Linked DNA regions of Sus scrofa: all the other regions are linked to region 7. The links are chromatin contacts, called in public Hi-C, HiChIP or PLAC-seq and promoter capture Hi-C maps. All regions are on one chromosome and are shown on one strand. Each heading gives the region's core, a stretch centred on a gene start, on an enhancer-like site or on the middle of the called end of the contact. The rest is flanking DNA. Distances are from core to core; before and after follow the strand shown.

What was found. Promoter capture Hi-C pulls out the DNA fragments that hold promoters and counts their contacts. Hi-C and Micro-C count contacts between places; a contact is called where the count stands out from the background. HiChIP or PLAC-seq counts read pairs in DNA pulled down with a chosen protein or histone mark.
Region 1: a promoter capture Hi-C map of fetal skeletal muscle shows a contact between it and region 7, with 2.8 times the contacts expected there. The contact joins the enhancer-like site here to the promoter of SFR1 in region 7. A contact is called at or near these places in 2 of 5 promoter capture datasets (fetal liver and fetal skeletal muscle), 9 of 47 Hi-C or Micro-C datasets (embryonic fibroblasts, fetal liver, fibroblasts and 3 more) and 1 of 2 datasets of contacts at active chromatin or transcription factors (alveolar macrophages).
Region 2: a contact with region 7 is called in an H3K27ac HiChIP or PLAC-seq map of alveolar macrophages. The contact joins the promoter of CFAP43 here to the promoter of SFR1 in region 7. A contact is called at or near these places in 1 of 47 Hi-C or Micro-C datasets (heart right ventricle) and 1 of 2 datasets of contacts at active chromatin or transcription factors (alveolar macrophages).
Region 3: a Hi-C map of embryonic fibroblasts shows a contact between it and region 7, with 2.6 times the contacts expected there. The contact joins the promoter of SLK here to the promoter of SFR1 in region 7. A contact is called at or near these places in 1 of 5 promoter capture datasets (fetal skeletal muscle), 6 of 47 Hi-C or Micro-C datasets (embryonic fibroblasts, heart right ventricle and skeletal muscle) and 1 of 2 datasets of contacts at active chromatin or transcription factors (alveolar macrophages).
Region 4: a contact with region 7 is called in a Hi-C map of skeletal muscle, with 4 times the contacts expected there. The contact joins the promoter of STN1 here to the promoter of SFR1 in region 7. A contact is called at or near these places in 1 of 5 promoter capture datasets (fetal skeletal muscle), 2 of 47 Hi-C or Micro-C datasets (heart right ventricle and skeletal muscle) and 1 of 2 datasets of contacts at active chromatin or transcription factors (alveolar macrophages).
Region 5: a Hi-C map of embryonic fibroblasts shows a contact between it and region 7, with 2.9 times the contacts expected there. The contact joins the promoter of CFAP58 here to the promoter of SFR1 in region 7. A contact is called at or near these places in 1 of 5 promoter capture datasets (fetal liver), 3 of 47 Hi-C or Micro-C datasets (embryonic fibroblasts, retroperitoneal adipose tissue and subcutaneous adipose tissue) and 1 of 2 datasets of contacts at active chromatin or transcription factors (alveolar macrophages).
Region 6: an H3K27ac HiChIP or PLAC-seq map of alveolar macrophages shows a contact between it and region 7. The contact joins the promoter of LOC100152209 here to the promoter of SFR1 in region 7. A contact is called at or near these places in 2 of 47 Hi-C or Micro-C datasets (embryonic fibroblasts and skeletal muscle) and 1 of 2 datasets of contacts at active chromatin or transcription factors (alveolar macrophages).

The regions. Positions count from the first base shown.
Region 1 is chr14:114,825,111-114,827,873 of Sscrofa11.1, reverse strand. All of the region lies in intron 7 of STN1 (STN1, CST complex subunit), which reads left to right. Among named protein-coding and RNA genes, the nearest start is that of STN1, 24 kb to the left of the region's middle. Within about 2 kb of position 1,308, at least 32 of the 83 cell types and tissues checked have an H3K27ac peak or open chromatin away from gene starts, as enhancers often do. A contact at or near this core is called in alveolar macrophages, fetal liver, fetal skeletal muscle and 3 more, where this site is marked.
Region 2 is chr14:115,200,607-115,203,389 of Sscrofa11.1, reverse strand. CFAP43 (cilia- and flagella-associated protein 43) reads left to right here and starts at 1,425. Exons shown (of 43, transcript XM_021072821.1): 1 at 1,425-1,502.
Region 3 is chr14:114,897,682-114,900,734 of Sscrofa11.1, reverse strand. SLK (STE20-like serine/threonine-protein kinase) reads right to left here and starts at 1,772. Exons shown (of 18, transcript XM_005671435.3): 1 at 1,030-1,772. The coding sequence starts at 1,179.
Region 4 is chr14:114,849,397-114,852,463 of Sscrofa11.1, reverse strand. STN1 (STN1, CST complex subunit) reads left to right here and starts at 1,576. Exons shown (of 10, transcript NM_001243685.1): 1 at 1,576-1,696; 2 at 2,010-2,183. The coding sequence starts at 2,051.
Region 5 is chr14:115,291,053-115,293,966 of Sscrofa11.1, reverse strand. It overlaps CFAP58 (cilia- and flagella-associated protein 58), which reads right to left and starts at 1,581. Exons shown (of 18, transcript XM_005671442.3): 1 at 1,396-1,581. The coding sequence starts at 1,404.
Region 6 is chr14:115,216,501-115,219,460 of Sscrofa11.1, reverse strand. It overlaps LOC100152209 (glutathione S-transferase omega-2), which reads right to left and starts at 1,282. Exons shown (of 7, transcript XM_001927288.6): 1 at 1,157-1,282. GSTO1 (glutathione S-transferase omega 1) reads right to left here. Exons shown (of 6, transcript NM_214050.2): 6 at 2,837-2,960. The coding sequence ends at 2,916.
Region 7 is chr14:115,063,518-115,066,395 of Sscrofa11.1, reverse strand. It overlaps SFR1 (swi5-dependent recombination DNA repair protein 1 homolog), which reads right to left and starts at 1,441. Exons shown (of 4, transcript XM_001927227.5): 1 at 1,289-1,441; 2 at 384-496. The coding sequence starts at 1,301.

The DNA of each region.
Region 1 (2,763 bases), core at 59-2,558, 240 kb after region 7:
CCCATGCCAAGCTCCTAAGCGTGACCACTGCTTCTCAGTTTCGTTCTTGAACCTAATTATCTCTTGCTGGCACCAGGCTGTGTGCCCAGTGACCCACAGTTTCATACCTGGAGTTAAGGGATATCATTTCAGGAAACGCCCAGGTGGAGAGGGTCAGGACCGGCCGATTTGTTCTGTGCCACCATTGCTTCTGCACAGTTGTAGCTCCCCAGCTGTCCCCTGACAGCCAGAGTGACCTTCTTCCCATTTAATCATTTAGAAGAGGCTCAGTGCCAACTTGGCCTCCCAGGACTTCTGACCACTCTCTTGGCATATTTAGAAGGAAACTTTGAAGCTTAGCAAAGAGCACATTCTTCCTGTGAACCAGCTCTTCTGTGACAATTAAGGACTCTTTGAGGACTAAAAGCCACCTCCATTCGAGATGTTCTGGGCCAGGGGTCTTTTGGCATGATGATAACATTTTGAAAATGCTTAGAGCAGAAATTTGTGTCTGCCTTGTGCCATGTGTTTAAAAAGAAATGAACATGGCACTCTATCCATTTTGTCTTTGGAAACTTTTTCCATCAATTATGAATTATTCCTTCATGTGGCCCCGGTTGGGGAGGTCAGCATCGTTAAATTGAATTCTGTTTAATAGAGCCTGGGAGACCAGGGATGTGTTACAATGATGGTGAAACCCTAGATCCTTTGGCACTTTCTGTTGTCATACAGATGAAAGCTTAACAAAAAAATCATTGTGATAGTGTTAGAGCTTAGAGGCTGGAGAGGGTGGGTTTGAATGTTTTCCCCCCTGTCTTTTTTTCCATGGTGGCTCTTTTTAGCAAATCCAGAAACATGATAAGCAAGCCTTACAAGGCCATTGTTTCTTTGACAGCTGGACAAATGTTGAGTTTGTTTGGGAATGAAGACTATATATATATTTCAGAGATCCACCCAGTTCCTGACCTGCCGTGAGGAGAGGCCTGCTAGGGCTCAGCCCATTCAGCTAGTCACTGTTTTTGTTTCTGAACAGTTTCAATTTCCTGAATGGGATGAGTCTGTCATTGCTTTTTAGAAAAAGACAAGAAAGACACACATCTCAGGCCAGAAAAGGCTGCTGGCTAGAGGGATGACGGGAGGCTTTCTCCTTGAGACTGTATCTTTAGAACCAGCAGGGAATTTTGTCCCGAGGTCAGCTGAGGCAAGTGGTTTTGGAAAGGAAGCTTTCCATATTGTTTATATTTACCGAGAGGCTTTTCCACTGGGGCCTCCTTGTTCACAGCTGAACTGTGCTTTTCCTCTCCCGGGCCTCACACCCCCTCTTCCTGCTGCTTGGTTTTACTGAACCGGAGCAGGAACTGGGTTTTCTGCATGGTCTGGGGATAACCAAGAGTCATTTTTAACAACAGGAGTGATTGCGTCACAACATTTCTAGTCAGTTTCCGATTTATTTCTATATTGGTACCAGACGTAATAAACCTGACCCTTGGGTTCCTTAGATGAATTGACTAAAGAAGACAGATCTCTTTAGAGTTAGAAACATGAAGTAGTTACGAAGTGTGGTGTCGGGCAGGGGGCTGTATTGGGTTGACCATGCTTTCCCTAAGTAAGAGCAGTTGTGTATAAAATTAAAAGCAGCTTTGACTTGAGCGCCCCCCCCCCCCCAGTGAAAAGATGTGTGACTGAGGATTGCTGGGTGAGGTGTTTATCCTGAACACGCCCTGCTAGCTTTTCTTCCCGTGGGAGTCGTCAGCTATTTCTCAGCCTTGTTCTCCCTTCAGAGAGTGGGTGCTGTCCTAACCTGGAATGTTTGTCAGCTCTCAGTCCCTCATGTCCTCGTGGCCAGGTTCTCCAGCTTGTTCTGTTAAGGAGAAACCTGGACTATTAATTAAAGAAAGAATGTTACACTTTCCTCTTCAGCCAGGAGAGCACATTTGTGAAGCTTCACCAAGATCTACTAGGTGCAAACAATGCCCGTCTGGGAGGCCACTTGTAGAAAGCAAGGATTTCTTCAAGGGTGGATCCTCAACTCTGGGGGCCATCTGGGGGTTCCTTTCCTCTCCCTGTCACTTCAAGGGAACGTCATCAGCAAATCCCAGGCCCGCTTTATGTTTCAGCGTCCCAGGGAGCCTCCTAAGGACCTTTTTCATTAGAGGGGTAGGACTTTACCTTCAAACACTCTTTTGGAAGCCTTGCCACATCTCTTTAGCACTCTGATCTTTTTAATATCTTGACAGATTTCTGTCTCATTAAAAATGGATCTTGAAGTTCCCTTGGGGTTCAGCGGGTTAAGGATCTGGCATCATCACTACTATGGTATGGGTTTGATCCCTGGCCCAGGAACTTCCATATTCTGCATATGTAGCTGGAAAAAAAGAAAAAGATTTTGCACCTTGAAGGACAGTTGTTACTCACCACTTTCTTTGTTTTAGGAATAAATTGAAAACCCTTAATGGAATAGTAAGGATGCTGCCTCTATACGGGGAAATTCTTTCCACTGGTTGCACACATATTTTTCTCAGTCACCCACTGTGTGAGCAGGGAGCAGGCAGTTGAGATGAAGTACAACTTATTTCAAGGTGTGTAAGAATCTTTAAAGTCCTTAGGAAGAAGGTGTATACATGGCCACAATTTTAATAAAAATATATATAGAATTAATGAGACAATATGTATAGAATTTGGGGTTCTATATTAAAAAAAATGAATATTGCCATTTTGATTTTTCCATTTCATATCACTGAATTAAATGAATTCAACAAACAAAAAATCATAACTAAGGTGTGG
Region 2 (2,783 bases), core at 176-2,675, 140 kb before region 7:
TAAAAACAAAAGACACTGTCCCAGGAAACCACTGCTCTGTAGTGCTGCTCTGCATCACATTGGATCAGCTCCAAGCCCTTTGTGGTTGTGTGCATCGTATATGAACATCTGGATACACACTGCTGTTAGCCACAGGTAAAGGCATTTCACATTTTTTTGCAGCTATAATTGTCAGCAATTGACCTGAAGGAGCTAAACTGAACTGATTCTGCTGGTTGAAGATCAAGAGTTGGAAGACTTGTGATAGCTTTCTTCCTTCTAAGTGCCACCTGCTTTTGCAGACCGTATATACCCACTTGATACAACATTCTTCTGTGGATTTTCAGGAATGTAATTTGAATAATTTTAAGCAATTTAAGTGGTTCTTGAATCTGTGTGTCCTAGCTTATCGTCCTCGGTATGGTTCAAATAAAATTCTTTTCCATTCCTAGGATAGATTTGTTTATTGATTATTTCCCTTTACAGTTCCAAATGACTAGCACATGAGATACTTGGTAAATATCTCTGGATGAAAAGAAGAGAAGGTGACAAGATGGGAAGGAAAGGAGTGACCTAAAGAAGGGAAGAAGATAGGTCTAGAAAGGACGAAAGAAGGCAAAGGGCAGCGGGCAGGGGAGAGCATGAGAGGGGAGGGCAGAAGCAAGGACAAACTGCTGCCCTTCCCACAAGTTATTTCTAGGAGCTGTCTGCCTCTTTGAAATAGCTGAGGGTACATCAGAAAGTGTAAAAAAGTAATTAAAGGTTTGGCACTCCAGATGTAGACTAGAGTTGGCTTTATTTATTTATTTATTTGCTTTTTAGGGCCGCTGGTGCAGCATATGTAAGTTCCCAGGCTAGGGGTGAAATGAAAGCTGCAGTTGCTGGCCTTGTGTCACAGTCACAGCAACTCCGGATCAGAGCTGTGTCTGCGACCTTCTCCACAGCTCAGGGCAACGCTGGATTCTCAACCCACTGAGTGAGGCCACGGATCAAACCCACATCCTCGTGGATACTAGTCAGATCCATTTCCGCTGCTCAGCAACTGGGAACTTCCTCTAGAGTTGGCTTTAAAAAATCCCACTCAGCTTTGTAGCCTTGAGCAAATTATTTCTCTTATCCTCCCTTTCCTTTTCTGTAAAGTGGGACTGATGAGGATTTGAATATTATATAAAACTATACCCGCACGAATCTTGGACAGTCAGCCCTCAACATTTCATTCTAGTGCTGAGACTTAGCAACTTTGTTAATTATTTGCCGCGGGCTGGGCCATTCCAGTACCCGCCCCGCGCTTCGCGCGTCGCTCTCCATTCGTCAAGACCCCTCCACCCCCAGAACTTTCACCAATCCGCTTGACTCAAACATGAGCGTCTCAAAGGACAGAGCCAATGGGCGCAGGGGTTACGAAGCGGTAAACAGTGGAGGCAACTCGGGCGGGCGGGCTGGGGCTTCGGAATAACCCGGCAGATCCTAGTTGGGTTCCACGTTTACCGCGGGTGGCCCAGCTGCGAGGCTCACGGCTCATGGTACAAGGCTGGGAACGAGACGTAGCCCGAAGCGCCGCGTCCGTGAGGTTCACTGCCGCCCGCCTCCTAACTGACTCGGTCTTGAGGAAATTTTTCCCTCAGCTGTACCCGCAGCTTCCTCTCCTGTAGACCTGCTCTCCCACAAATTCGACATCTTCTCCTTCAACCCCAAACCCTCCTGCAGACTTCCGTTCTCTGTGAATGCTCTCCGTTCCACCCCCAGCCCCACTCCGTCCCCTTTTTCACTTAACACATTTCCAGCTCTTTCCACGTCTTTGGTGACTTTCCCCAAACTTAATGACCTCAATCCCTTCCCTTTAACTCCCGTCCGTGGACTTTGGGTTTATTTGCATTTGTGGTGATCGTAAGCATCTGCAAGGATGTAACTTGGCATTTCGTTCCTTCCACATGCTAGAGTGTTCCCGGCACTCTGTTCCACGGGGCGTCCTGCACCAGCCCGGCTGTACTCTCCATTCCCTTGACATTTTTCTTTAAGCATATTTTAATAATTAAATAGAGATAGAGTCTCCCCTCACCCCAGACTCCTCCATCTAGCTTACATTCACCACACATTTCTTACTTTAAAATATGTTCCTTTCGAACTGCAAACCAAAAATCTACAATTGATACACAAACAAGGAATCTCTGGAGAATAACTATATCTCATAATAAATAAGTGCATATTGTTTATCACATCACTTAGAATGGTGTAATGCCTATATTGAAGAATCAATAAGATGTAACAAATTGTGAGGACATATTTATATAGTTACCCTGTTTTTTAACCAATTTATGCATTTTAGATTTTACTTATTTTCAGAGGGTGTATTATTTTTGTTATTCTTACCAGTTAAGTTATTCTTTTTATGATGCTATATAAAATATTTAATGGTATAAAATATGTTCCTTTCATGTTCTGACCTTTTCATTCATGTTGACTTATTCCTTTTCCTTTCTGCATTTATCTCTAGTTTGATCTAAAATATGGCTACACACGTTCCATTTTTGTAAAGAAGCAATTTTCCTTCTGGGTTCACAACCACAAAGCAAGCTGTCCTATTCAAAGATGTTTTTTACAGTTTATTTTTAAAATCAAAACTAGTTATAAAGCAAAGGCCCAGGTTGCACCCTGTTTTCTATTGGGATCAAGCTCTTTTCTCTCTCTGTTTTGACTTTTTCTTTCCCAGCATGCAAGACCCCAGAAATCCTTCTGAGATTTTCTCAGGTTTGAACAGAGGTTTTCCTTCATTGGAAGAGCTCTCTGAGGAGGGCTCTTAGACT
Region 3 (3,053 bases), core at 523-3,022, 170 kb after region 7:
ATTTCCAAGTGTCCTCATCTGTGAAATGCAGATACTACAGACGTGCATATCTCACAGGACTTTCACAGGGGCCAAACTATGTGAAAATAGTTTAAAAACTACAGAGGCCTGTACAAATACAAGTTATTTATATGTTCACTTCTAGGCAACCTTTTGGGTCCTTCCCTCTAAATTGTGTCTCATAAAAACCTCACCCTTCAGGATGAAACTATTCCGATGACATCATTCATATACTCCTTACAAGACAGTAAACAGTTAACATTAATGCCTTCAGGTTGAACCATCAAACCTCTTGCTACCAAAATGAGCATCTGTATATAAAAATACATGTGTATATACCTGTGTGCTTGTTTTTGTTTTGTTTTGTTTTGTTTCTTAAACCCTGGTATGGACTTCCAGTCAATGCTTATTACATTTGGAAACTAGTACCAGATGCAGGTTCCCTTCTGGAAATTTTCTATCAGAAATTCCATTCCATTTTATAGTATGTTGTCAAGCAACCAATTCAACAATAGTCTGCAAGTAGCAATCACTTTGCCCTCATCCCAAGAGACTGGTTATGTATTATTAGGTACAGATACAACCAAATATATATCCTGGACCCAAAAAAGGGAACTGTTTTAGTCCAAGTGTACATATGACTGCCAACAGCTAGTGCACAAACAGGCAGCCACTGAAAAGTATAATGATTTCTGATTCGAAAATACTTGAGGGCCACGACCAGACCCCTCCTTTAAATTAAACAACACCCTCATTTCCTTTAACGTTTGACAGAGCAGAATGCATATCCTGCCTCTCTTTGGCAATCACTCTTTAAACTACATCCAGGCCCCATTTTGTTCAACCTTAAACCCTGTGTCTTAGCTACTCTTCGAACGGTAACCTAAATAAAGTTCCAATGTACAGTTACGAAGTCACAAGAAGGTCCACAAGGCAGGACCGGGACCAAGGAGCTAGAAATCCTCGTGCCACTCCGGGCCACTGGCTGTTTGATCTCACAAGTGGAACTTCCCGTTTTCTCCCTCTTACCTTGTACACTTTCCCAAAGGCTCCGTCGCCCAATTCTCCTATAATTTCCCAAAACTCCTCGGGGTTCAGGTCCCTCTTCACATGTTCGTACTGCTTCTTCTTCTTCTCGCTCCCCAACTTGAAGATCTTACGGAAATTGAAGAAGGACATTTTTCTTCCCAACAGAGTTCCTCGCACTTAAGGACTGAAAACAATACAAGGCAAAGTTTCTCCTCCCTCGTCTCCCGCGCGAGCCCGGCAGGCGGCGGCGGGCGCGGGTCGTCCGGGCTCCCGCCGCTCCGGCCGGGCTGTCCCCGGGGAAGGCGGGGCGCGACTCCCGCTCCCGCCCACAAGGTGGGGGCGCTGCGCCGGCGGCCCCTCCGCGAAGCCCGGCCCGGGGGCCGAGCGGCTAAGCGCCGAGACCCCCGCCGGCCCTCGGGGGGCGGCACCTGCCCGGACGTTCGTCCACACCCGGCCCGGCCCGACGGGTTCGAGCGGTCCGGACGCCCGCAGCCGCCACGGTTAGGCCCGTGTCACGGCGAGTCTCCAGGGGCGGCGGCCACTCCGAGTGAGGGACGCAGCCGGCGGCCTCGGAGCCGGGCAGTCGGCTGGCCGAGCGCTCCCGCCCCGGGCCGGGAGCCCTGGGTTTCCTCTGCAGCCGTCTGCACCCGCGGCGCGAGACCCGCGCGTCCCCTGGGCTCTGGGGCGCAGCCGCCGCCGCCTCGCTCCCTCCCCAGCCCACGCAGCCTCTGCTTGGAGCGCGCGCCGACGCCGACGCCGCAGCGCGCCCGCGCGCTCCTCCTGCCGCGCGCCGGACTCTCCGCGCACTCGCGCGGGGGCGTCACCTCTGGCTCCGCGCACGCGCGTTAAGCCCCACAAGCTGGCAGCCCTTGGGCGGCTTGCAGGCACCCCGCGGAGGCGGGGGCGAAGTGGGCGCTTGAGCCGAGGGCTGGCTGCTGGTTGCTTCCGATTTGCCCTCCAAGCCCCATTATCTTTATCAGCCTATGGCTTTGGTGTAGTTGCCCCTTTGCGCACGACCCCTTTGATTGTACTAGTGGATCTTGCCTTCATTCCGGATCAGGGAAAATGTGTAGGGTGAAAGATGAGCTGTCCGGTTCGGAGGGGACTTGTTCTCTCTCCAACGGTCCCAGAGTTAAGTGAGAGGGGAGTATGGGAGCGTTGGAGCCAGAGCCGACCAGCTCTATGACCTTGCGCGGGTAACCTCTTCCAGCGTCAGTTTCTTCATTGTTAAATGAAAATCCTTAAAAGTCCTGACCTGGGAACTGTGAAGAGAAATAAAGAAGGCAATGGATGTAAACCCTTTGCACGGTGCCTGCACTGGCAAACGCTCAATTTCAGTTTCTGCTGTTGCTACAAGTGTGCTGGTAAGATATATATAATACATGTAAAAATTGTTTAAGCCAACTTCTTCTCCAGGGATGACCGCGACACTCCCTTGAGGATTATCTATCTTCTTCTGGCCACTTACATATGGTGGCTATAACGCTGGTGCCACCTTTCATGACTCCATCTAAACCTCTTACCAAGGTCTTGACTTCCTGACCAGCCTCCGCCTCCTTGGGCAGTTCTAGTGGACAGTCTACCTAATGGGCCATGTGGGCTTTGGCTGGAATCTCTCAGATGGTGTCCACCACTAGACAGGAGCCCTTTAGGGCAGTGGCTCTTTGTTCACCTTGATATCCAGGTACCCACCAACATTCCTGGCATATGATAGGAAGACAGATCCCTGGAATTAATTAATCAAAGCTGTCTGGAGCAGAGGCCATATTGCTATCTACATACCACACCCAAACCATTCTTCCCTCCACCCTCAAAATGGCATAGCAAAACCCCTCTTCTAGTAGGAGGGATAAGATGATTTTGTTTCTCAAGACTTTCAATTTTTAATAGTTTTATTGAGGTATAACTGATATACGATAGACTGTACAGGAGTTCCCTGGTGGCTCAGCATGTTAAGGATCCAGCATTGTCACTGTGGTATGTTTCTCTCTCTAGCCTGTGGAACTTTCACATGCACTGGACAG
Region 4 (3,067 bases), core at 327-2,826, 210 kb after region 7:
AGAGCCCTTGTTTCTAGTACTCTACATTTGAGAGTCATAAGAGTCATTCCTGAAATCTTCTCAGGCTTTTCATACATGCAATAGTGATTTTCTTCTTGAGTTGTAGCCTAAAGCAGATGTGTGCAGTAAGAAAAATGTCATCCAACCTGTCTCTCCCCATCTCACAAGTCAGCTGGAAGCACCTGTCCTACGGGTGCTTCCTTGAAAAGAACCTCCCCCTTTCAGAAAGGTGTGTTCTTTTAATTAAATCTTAAACTCCATGGACCCAACCATTCACTGTGGTAGTGTCTGGGCAATGCTATACTTTACCAAGGACTTTGTTTTTCAGCTTCTTCAGTAACCAGGGATGTAATTAAATGCCATCGTTCTAAATGACACACATTTTCCATCCGGCTGCTTCAAGTTCCTTCTCTGCTAAATAGTTTAGCAATTTTTTCTTTGGCCACCACTTAACTCCCCTGGGAATCTCCTGCCAAGCGAGACCTGTACTTCTGCCATTTTACAAAGTTCCTGTAAATTAGGAAGAACTCCTGCCATCTCAAGTAATGTCATGATGTGGCTTATTCATTTATTTATGAGAGTGTACCATGGCTATTTCTTCTCACTTTAAGTTAGGACTACTGGGGACAAGCACCATCAAGGTGGCCATAGCTTACCAAAATGCCAGTTTTCAAAATTCTTAGATGTTCAACATTCTGGAGTACACACAGAATAAAAGGGAAGGAGACAAACTTTGCCATGATCTTGCAAAGAAGACTACTCTCGAGTAGAGTCAAGACCTCACATTCACTCAAGGACTCAAATTTAGGCAGTGACATTATCTAAAGTGAGACTGTAGAGTCCCAGAAAGTGCGTGTATTGGTAGATCATTTATTAAGTGTAAATAAACACCTAAAATATGCCACAATGTAACCCTGCTTTTGGTGTTGCTTTTTTCTTCAATTAATAGATCGGGAACCATTCCCACCTCTCCAAAGTCAAGGCTCAGGGTCTCACCACTAGGGGAATGGGGTGAAGGGAGGAGTTGGAAAGTGGGGTTTGGGCAGCAGGAATTTCAGGGCCAGCTCCCAGGGCCCGGAGACTTTGGCTCTGCGCTCCCGTGGAGGCTCGTGGCGGGCGCAACTAGAGACAAACGGAGCCCGCACAGCCCGGCCTACAGCCCCGCTCGGCTGCCACCTGGAAAAGGGTATCGGCAGAGGCCAAGGAGGGATGCACAAAGGGTGCGGTCATGACGAAGAGGGGCGGGGCGTCGTTGGGGTGGGCGGAGCCGCAGGCGGTCCGAAGGGAAGGCAGGGGCGGGAACACAGGGGTTAGTCCCGCGCGCGGGGCGAAGTTGGGCCCCACCCCCCACGCCGGACCGCACGCCGGGAGGGCCAGCGGGGGCCCGGGCCGTGCGCTCCAGCTCTGGGCGGGGCCGGCGGCACGGCCTCCAGACCGTGAGCGCCGGCGGCCTCCTAGCGCCGGAAAGCCGGGCCTGCGCGCTCGGGAGACCTGCGGGCTAGCGGCGCGGGCGTGACGGGCGGGGCAACTAGCGGGTCTGCTTTTCGTTTCCTTTTCCTCCTTCTCGCAGTCTCATCCCGGGCACCGGAAGGTGCAGGGGCAGAGCCTCGGACAGACCCACCCTCTCTGCCCCTCTTGTGTCTGGCCGCGAGGGCGCCCATTCCTCTTTGGACCCACCCATTAAATCGGTTTCAGGGTACGCCTGTATGGCTCTCTCTCCCCAAAGTGAAAGTTGGTGTTTAACCGTTTCAAAATTGGTACTTTTTGGAGAAGGAGAAACACTCCCGTGGGGCAGAAATTCCTGGGGAAGAGCTTCAGGAACTCACAGGTCCTCAGGCAAAGAACGCCTCTTTCCTCAGGCCCTTGGTGCGTACAGTTTGACGGGCCTTGGGCCCCTGGGTTTACTCCTCCCAGACTTCTGGATTCCTGCGCAGAGATCAGATTAGAGGCTGTGCCAGATTCATCCACTTTAACTGCTTTGCGTCCTGATTTTTGTGTCTCCCATCTAGATCTTCGACTCTGGGTTGGCTGGAGGCCTCCTGATGCAGTGATGCAGTCTGAATCCAGCCGGTGTGAAGAGGAACCGCCTTCCCTTTTGTGGGGTTTGGATCCAGTGTTTCTAGCCTTTGCCAAACTCTACATTAGGGATATCCTGGACTTGAAAGAGTCCCGCCAGGTGCCAGGTATGTGGCTGGTCGGCCTGGTGACTCTCTGTGCTGCATCTGCATTCCACCGTTTCCCAAAGCTGCAGAAATCTGGGGCTTAGAGGCTTAGGAGAGAGAGCCCATACAGCTGCAGGCTTTGAAGCTGATCTAACCTGGATCCTCAAAGGAGTTCATTTCTAAGCAAGTTCAAAACAGTCTAAATTTTTTTTTTTTTTTTTTTTGAGGCCGCACCTGTGGCATATGGAAGTTTCCAGGCTAAGGGTTGAATCAGAGATACAGCTGTTGGCCTACACCACAGCCACAGTAACACGGGATCTGAGCCAAGTCTGCAACCTACACCACAGCTCAGGACAATGCCGGATCCTTAACCCACTGAGGGAGGCCAGAGATCGAACCTGCATCCCCATGGATCTTAGGTTCGTTAACTGCTGAGCCAAGAAGGGAACTCCTAAATCTTTTTTATTTTTATTTTTTAAATAGATGCTTGGAGGAGTAACCTTTATATGAGGCATGTTTTTACCTGGGTTTGAGGTCTGTCATATTTTAAAAAGCTTGGTTGTTTTTCTGAGGGTCTGCTCATGGTAGAAATATCAGGCCTTGCTCCCTTTCCTAACTGTGGCCACTTTCCTGGTCTGGGGATGTGACTCACTGGTAAAGTTAGGCATCTTCTTTGTAAAATGAGGATTAACCATACCTGATTTTCTTGTGGGGTTTGGTTTTGTTTTGAATAGAAGAGAATCAATATAAACTCCCTGAGAAGAGGAGCCTTGTTCACCTCTGTAATCTGTGGCTTAACAGTGCCTGGCATATGGTGAGTTCTCAAGAAATAGTAACTGGAGCAACACAGTATACATATAAACTCAAATCATTTTTTTTATTAGAGTTATGGTCATACCCCCAAA
Region 5 (2,914 bases), core at 332-2,831, 230 kb before region 7:
AACATTTGATCACTAGCTTAATGATTTATTTGCAGGAAAGGTTTTCCCTGTACACCTGGCACTTGGCACAAGAATGGACAAATATTAAAAAAAAAAAAGAAAACTTTTAAAGAAACTTTTATGAACAAAAGAAATTTGTTCATATTGTCATTTAAAAATATATCACTATAGGAGTTCCCATTGTGGATCAGTGGGTTCCAAACCCGACTAGTATCCATGAGGATGCACTCAGTGGGTTAGGGATCCCGAGTTGCCATGAGCTGAGGTGTAGGGCCACAGATGCATCTCCCATCCAGCATGGCTGTGGGATAGGCTGGCAGCTATAGCTCCATTTGACCCCTAGCCTGGGAACTTCCATATGCTGCACCTGCAGCCCTAAAAAAAAAAAAGGAACTGCAATAGAGGTGGGTGCATGATGGTGGTGAGAGAAGCTGGGACCAGGACTGGCTTCATGGGCGTGTGAACTATGCAGTTGCACAGGGCCCCTTGTCCCGAGGTGCCCCATCCTTAGTTTAATGCTCTGCTGAAATTCTTAATAAATCTAACAAGAAGCTCTGCATTTTCATCTTTCACTGAGCCGCACAAACTACGAAGCTGATCCTGGTTAGGACTGACTATGTGATGGGTGAGTGGGGGAAGGGCTCTGAGGGAGCAATGAAGGATTTGGGTTAGGGTCATAGTGGATCAGGACTGTGGCTGGAAGATGACAACAGGGACCTTGCAAGGGCTCAGGACAGCCCATGGGTCATTAAAGGGTTGCAGAAATTAACCCCTCATCAGTGAGGCTGAAGATGGGCTGTGCTACAAAATGAGGGAGTAAATGGAGGGTTTAAAGATATCAAAATAATGGTCAGTGACAACACAGGGCAGTGGTGACCGGTTGAAGAGCTTAATGAAGATGTGTCACAGCAGGTGGTCAGATGATAGGGAATTGTGGTGTGACAGGTGGACAAGGGTCGGTAAACAGGGGTGACATTGCATATTTATGAAGCCTTCTTCCAGGTCCTCCCAGTCAGCAAGACATCAGTGTTTCTGTGTTTATCTCTCCTGTAGATAACGGCTCAAAACCTAGGGGTGGGGCCTTTCTTGTGTGAGTCTGGGAACTTACTGATTTCCTACTGTGCTTAGCAGAGCACCAGTTAAATAGGGTGGGGTGGGGGTGTCCACCCAATGGAAGGAGAGGCAAAAGATAATGGGGCCGGAGCCTAAGGGCACGGGGGCCGGGGGCCGGGGGTGCGGGGGGTGAAGCTGCAGGTTGAGATAGGGTGTTGACTGGGGGAATACTGGAAATCAGTGAATGTGACAGAAGGTAAGTCTACAGTAGAAGAGATACGACGGGACTGGGAGGGGTTGAGTGAGCAAGGGAGGACAGAGAGAGGGGCACCGACTTCTGACCTCGGCCATCCTGACGGGCTCTGCGGGTGGCCTCAGAGGCTGCGGTGGAGGTCTCGGAAACTGGGCGGGAGTCTGAGGAATGGGCTATGCACCGCCCCCAGCATCTAAAACAGCGCCAAGTTACTTGTTTCCCCCCAAAAGGGGGCGAAACCCTGCGCGCGGCGCGTCCTCCGGTCTCCTGGCAACCGCCACGCCCTGTGCCGGCGCCGGAGGACGTTCGAAAGAGGTGGAGCCTCCGAGGCCTGCTCCAGGGCGGTGTTTCCCAGAGTCGTATGCAAATATTCTGAATGGGGCGGAAGCACGAAGATGAAGGGCGGTGCCTCTTGGGGACTGGGAAGAGTCCCAAGCTGTGCGCTGAAGATAGAAACATCTTAGAAAGAAGAGGCGCTGGGCAAGACCTGGGAGCTGTCAGTGGAGAACCGGGGACTAATACGTAGAAGACGGTCTGTAATCAGAGGGCTCTGAATTAGGAAAGACCGTCAGTCACACTCTGCCCTCTGTCATATTGGTGACCTGGTCAGGGGAACAAGAAATAATCTAGAGTCAATTCTAACCCTTATGACTATAGCTACTATACGCAGGACGCGGGGGGGGGGGGGCACTAAGGCAGAGAAAACACAGACCTTGCCCCCAAAGGGTTTAGTCACTAGTGGTGAGGAAGATAGGGAGCAGAGGAAGAGGCAGTCTGGAAAAACGTGTGTGAAGCCATGTCGTGAATATCTGCCTGGTATCTGAGACTCCTTTCTTCTCCCTCTCCTCTCTTTCACTATCTCCCTCCTCTTCCACCCCTTTTAGATTCCAAGTGCAAGGTTGGAGTTCTCTGAAACGTGCAAGATTCCTCTCTTTTTTTTTTCCCCCTTTATCCATCCCCATCCCTACTCCCACCTCATCCTCAGCCTCCATAGGAAGTCATGCTACAGTGCTTGGATATATATTTTCGAAAAATGTATAGTATTTTCATTAGTGCATTTTTTTAATTGTAATAATGGTATTGGACTTTAGGGATCATCTTATTTTCTACTGTTTTCACTCACCATTCTTTTTAAGGCTTTATCCCTGTTGCACTTGGTGGTGCAATCCCCAGTTCATTGCTTCTGGTAGCTACATAGCATTCCATATTGGACATCCACACATTTTACTTCCATCTCTCAAGCGCTGAATACCAGCGCTGCCTCCACCTGTCCAATACCACAAACAGTTCAGCAGTGGTCTTCCTTGTCCATGGTACTTTGTGGACTCTTCTGAAATATATAGCCTAAGCATGAGACTATTGAAACCATAAGGGAGGCACAGGGACATCAAATTCAGCTGTGCAACTTGTTCTACACAAAGACATTCAGCCAGGGGGCCAGTGGAAGCTGAAAAACAGCTTCCCTACCCTCTTGCCTATGTCATGTGCCCTGCTAGCAGAAGATACATCCTTTCCTTCCCACAAAACTCTGTTCCTTAGTCAAGCCATGAACCTACAGGCTGTGAGACTATCCAGAGGGTACCCAAATTTATCTGCCCAGCAGTGGAC
Region 6 (2,960 bases), core at 33-2,532, 150 kb before region 7:
GCAATGGCAGATTCTCAAGATCCTGAAATAAGCCAAAATCAAACAAAACACACTGAATCAAAGAGGAATGTCAGAACTTCCCATTATATCCCAGGCATAAGAGTGATGTGTCAGAAAGGTGGACACAGGAGTTCCCATCATGGCTCAGCAGTTAGCAAACCCAACTAGCATCCATTAAGACTCGAGTTCCATCCCTGGCCTCAGTGGGTTAAGGATCTGGCATTGCTTCGAGCTGTGGTGTAGGTCAGCAGCTACAGCTCCCTAGCCTGGGAATCTCCATATGCGGTGGGTTAAGGGCCTAAAAAGACAAAAAAGACCAAAAACAAACAAACAAACAAACAAACAAAGAAGTGGACACAGCCCTCTCCTGGCTCAATCTGGCTCAATCTCTAAAACCTAAAAGTTAATGAATAAAGAGACTGGAGCAGAGACATACCTGAACTCTCATTTCAAGAATGGTCTGAATGACTAAGAGTTCAGAGATTCAGGATTTGAATCTCCTCTTCAGCATTTACTAGCTGGGTGCCCTTGGACAAATCACAACTTTCTGTCCTTGGTGTTCTCATCTGTTATTCAGAGCTAAAGGCACCAATACATCATGTGGTTTGGAGAGAATTATTGCAAATACTGGGTGAAAAGCATTTAATATTTATCACCCCTCTATTACCTAGTAAGCATTCCACATTAGCTATTATTTTTATTATTTGAATATAGGTGGGAAGACGCATAGTTCTGACAAGACAGAACATTCCTGGGGACAAAATGCCCCTGCCTGCCAGTGCTCTATAATGTTAGCTAAATTAGTGGTGCCCAATGCAGGGCCCACAGTGACCTGGGGTCGTATTTACCTGTATCCAGTCAAATCACAAAGAACAATTTAATGGCTTTTTCCCCCTTTAAGTTAAAGGTATTCGCTTTAAAGACCTGTTTCTTAGGGTTATAGCACGTGTACTTCTTTCTTTTTTTTTCCAATGTTAAAATCTTTGATGAAACTTTGATGAAGATAAGTAGTTGGGTTTTCTTTTAAAAGTGTTAGGCAAATTTAAAAGTTGGCAATCCTATTCTGGGTCCGCAAATTCGTGAGAAAATCCCCCAATTCCGAAGAGACCTCAAACCCCTCTTCCCTTCAAATGCTACTCATGCCTCAGCGACCCACCCTGTGCTGGAGAAAAGAGAGACACCGGGAGGCACCTCCAGAAGCGAGGCTGACGGAAGCTGACGGAAGCTGATGTGGAGCCAAGCGGGCCGCAGGGGGAGGCGGGGTCCAGGCGAAACCCGCCCCTTAGAACACGATCCTCTCCGCCACTGGACGCGTCGCCCGGAGCTTCAGCCAATCCTCAAAGCCTTTAGAAGGGTTCCAGCCAAGCGGTGCCGAACTGAGCCAATGCGAAGCCGCGTTACAGGCTCCTGGGTCCCGAAGTTTCGGGTCTTGGCGGGTGTCGGTGGCTGGCCGAAGTGGAAGCCAGGGAGTGGCCGGCAGTGGCACTTCAACGCCCAGGTCTACATCCGACTGAAGTCCGCCCGCAGCCCACCCGGGCGTGTTGGGTGGGGCAGGCGGACGCCGGCAGAGATGGGTTGGCCCGGAGCCTGGGCGTTGGTGGCACCGAGGGTGCGCAGCATGACGCCGTTTGTGAAGTCAACCGGTTATCAGCGGCTTCTCAGGGTGCGGCCCCCTGGTCGCCTGCATCACCATGGGGCGGGGGGCTCCTTCAAAGGTGAACTGCCTGGCCCACCCCGATCTACCTAATCGGAGATCAGAGGTGAGCCTTAGGTGACCGTTAGGCGCTCTCTAAGTAGAGGAGGAGTTCCCGTCGTGTCTCGGTGGTTAGCTAATCCCACTAGGAACCGTGAGCTTGTGGTTCCGATCCCTGGCCTCGCTCAGTGGGTTAAGGATCCGGGTTGTCATCAGCTGTTGTGTAGGTCGCAGATGCGGCTCGGATCCAGCGTTGCTGTGGCTGTGGCATAGGCCGGCTGCCACAGTTTCGATTGGACTCCTAGCCTGGGAACCTCCATATGCTGCGGATGCGGCGCTAGGAAAAAAAAGAGAGAGAGGAAACCAGACTATATTAGGGCAGGTCGACAGCCCCCTAGTTCGATGTAAGAACCTTGTGCTGTGATTGTTCTCCATATCTTTCTGCCAGCATCTTAAGGCCTCACTTAACCTCAGGAACTGAGTTGAATCATTTGTAGAATGAAATGGTGCTCTCTTGACCTACCTTTTCATGGAGGTGATATGATAAATAAATAGTGAGAAGTGCAGTGGGCTATGGAAATGACTAGAAGATGACATTAATATTTCTGAATTACTTATCCAGACTTATATACACAATTGATGGATGAGGTCTTCACAGTATTTAATTACATATATGGGTCACCTGTGTCTAGCAAAGGCTTTGAAGGAGTTAGTGATTGGAGACTGGGAAAACAAGTAAGAGGCCACCTAGTCCCTTGGCTTTGAGTGGATGTGGGTCTGCTCTTCAGCAGCAACAATGGGAATAAGAAAGGTAATGGAATTGTGTAGGCGATGGAAAGGACAGAATGAGCAAAGTTTCTCAACTTTCAAGACAAACCTGAAAGGGCATCTCTTGAAATGACAACACCGTGTCTAAGTAGAAATGTCCTGTGGGCAGTTAGAAGTCTAGATTGAAATCCAGCTCTCACTAGAGATGATTTAGAGGTTTTCAGCATGGTCTATGTTAGAACCCTTAGAGTTCCAGCATCCTAGAAATGTGTTTACATTTCTGCAGAAGGGCCCTGAGGAAACCCCACAGTTAGACCATAGTGTCTAATGAGAGAAGGTGATCCAATGAGATAATGAGAGCACTGGAAAAGTATGTTTTTATTTCACATGTTTATTATTCATATTTAGGGAAGGAAAATATCAGGTACATCATAGTTGCTGACTCCTGTCCCCATCAGAGCCCATAGTCACAGGCCTCTGGGCTGTTCTGCAAGTAGAG
Region 7 (2,878 bases), core at 192-2,691:
TTATCCCAGTAATCACAAACATTTATTCAGTAACTAGCCCACGCATGACACTATTCTAGGTGCTTCAGACTTACAAATTAAGGAAAAGACCTAGATTTTTCTACCAAAGACCTTTATGACCTCACAGATTCAAACTTCCTGTTTAGAATATTGTAATAACCTGAACTGAAACTAAATGAAAATTATTGATTCATGATGAAAACTTGGGCGGGAGCAGGGAGGAGGGTGTCCAATACATTACCTTAGGGGAATGACTTAAAAATTTTTGCTAAGAAAATTTTTACTTATTAGTCTACACATTGTTAACAATCTTCAATAGACTTAAAACCACCCGTGACACAATACTTAGAAATATAAAATTAGAAAATATTAGATTTTCATACTTGTTTTCTTGTACTACTTGTAGGGGGAGATGGTGGATTGGCACCGGCTTGTGGAGTGCTAGGTAAAATCACAGCTGAGTCTGGACTTCCCATCTTGAAATCTTGGTTTACTTCTAAAAAAGCAATAATGGAAATCAAATGAACCCATACCTCTACATTCCTCAATTTTTATCAAGTAATTTTTTTTTACTGTTGTGTGTAACATCCACAAGTAAGCCCACAACTTCCCTTTTCATTTAGTTGTGATTCATTCTTGATCCTTCTGCAGTTTTCCATTTACCTTCCTAAACCAGATAGTGTTGGTCCATATGGTGACTACTAGTTTTTTCAGACAAGTTAACCCGCTAGCTTCTTATAGAAACAACTCTCCACTTGTTCTTATTGATGAAGTCCTCAAAATCTGCCACGTGGAGGGTAGGGAGAATAACAACTTTGTACAGTCAGGAATTCTTTAATTTCGCCAATTTCATTACGCCAGCTTCACAATGAAAGGGAGCATAAATTAAGTCTTGACTCAAAAACACATAATCAGACCAGTCACACTACCCTAATCATCAAAGTTGTGTGACTAGAACCAATGACCGACGCTCCAGGCCTGAGGAACAAGGAGCATAAGCACAGACTAATTCACTCCTGTCTGCATTGTTTTCCATTAATGGCGAAGAGATACTGAAAGGGAGAGTCTACAGAAGTTTGTTTCTTAAACAAACGCCATCAACTTCACCAAGCAAACTACCAGAGGGAGGCGAACTCCCTCCCCGCCCGCCAATGCAGAAAACCAACTCGAGCCTCGAGCCCCCAGGCCTGAGGTGGAGCTGAGAGGTTCCCACGCCGCGCAGAGGGAGCGCAGCTCCATTCCCCAGTCAACTCCTAAACAGAGACCCACTCGGCGCCCTGGACCCTACCTCCCGCCGCCATCCCCACGCTGCGAGGCAAGCGGGCGCGGCCGCAGCCCTGGCCAAAGCGTCTCGGAGGCGGGACCACGCGGGAGGCCAAAGAGACGCGCGATTGGCCAGGCCGACCGACGCGCGCAATTTGGCTTTGCCTCGCGTTCCGGAGTGTCGCGACTGCGCGCGCGCGGCCCCGAGCCTCGCTTGGTGGCGGGGCGAGGCGGGGCCAAGCGGGGGCGGGGGGGGGCAGAGATACATGATTGGCTGAGTTGACCGACGCGCGCGGCTCTGCTCCGCCCAGCGCCCGGGAGGCTCGGGACTGTGCGCGCGCGCGGCCGTGAGCCTCCGCGGGCGTCAGGCGCGCGCCGGGCTGAGCTTTTAAATGGCAGACTGTTCTCGAGAAGGGGGCGGTTTCTCTGCGCGGCTTCTCCTCCCTACTGTTTCCTTGCACTGCCTTCCTTTCCTGCTTCCTGGGTTTTGTGTGTTTGAGAAGGACGCCTAAGAATGCTTGCCCTCATCTGGCCGGCGTCTGTCTCGTCTCCGCGCTCTCCACAGCAAAGGCCTTTCTTCACGCTGCACGGGACCCAGAGACGTGGGGCCGGCTGTGTTAAATTTACAGCTTGTAAACTCCGAAGGCGAGACCACAAAAGAGCAGCGCTGGCTTAAATGGCCTTTTGAGAGTCAAACAGGTTAGAAATCTGAGAGCGGATGCAGTTGAGCTAATTTTTAGCCTTTGCTGCCGCAAACTCGGCGGCACGTCCATGAGTTCTCTGCTGAATCTACCACAACATTTAGATTCTTTAGCTTGGCTTCAAATTGTTAAGTCAAATCTGAGAGAGAGGAAAAAAAAAAAAAATGTAGTCCAAGGAAAATTTGTCGTGGTGCAACACAGGAAGCCCAGCAATCGCTGAATAAGATTGTATTGGTCCAGAAGTTTGCCCTCGCTGAATGCTGGGCAGCAGTATCCTTAATCTAAAATAATCCTTTCCTGTGTGCTGCCGTTCTGATGCTGCGCAACAACAAAGTTAATTAAATTGGGTGGAGCACTAGGTTTAGGAGAAGACAGTTGAGTAATTTCTGAGTCACGTGGAAGTTGGAAATTTTAAGGATCCAATGTTTTGAATCCTAGCGAATGGCCAATTTAAACGTTGATACTGTGTTTCACTAAAATAATAATGGTTTAGAAGTAGCCAGTACCCGGTAGGAATTTAAGGTGTCCTGAACAGTGGAATATAAATACAGATCCTGAAGACGATATAATGCAGTGTTAGGGATGTAAATGTTGGAGTCCAGTTGCCTAGGTTCAAATCTCAACACCATTATTTTGTGTTCTTTGTAATGTAGTGTCTCTGTGCCTCAGTTTTTTCATCCATAAAGTGGGGATAATAGTATCAACCTAGATACTGGAGAATTAAGTGAGAACTCATGACAGGGTGAACAGCAGTAGGAAACACTCATTAGTTGTTATGCTACATATGTGACTACGTTCACCATTCCCTAATTGAGTTAAAGGAATGCATCATAAAATTCTTTCACATTCACTTATTTACCCAAAAAGGGCCACGTATTATTTAAAAGATGCTCTGGTCTATAGGATCTCTCACA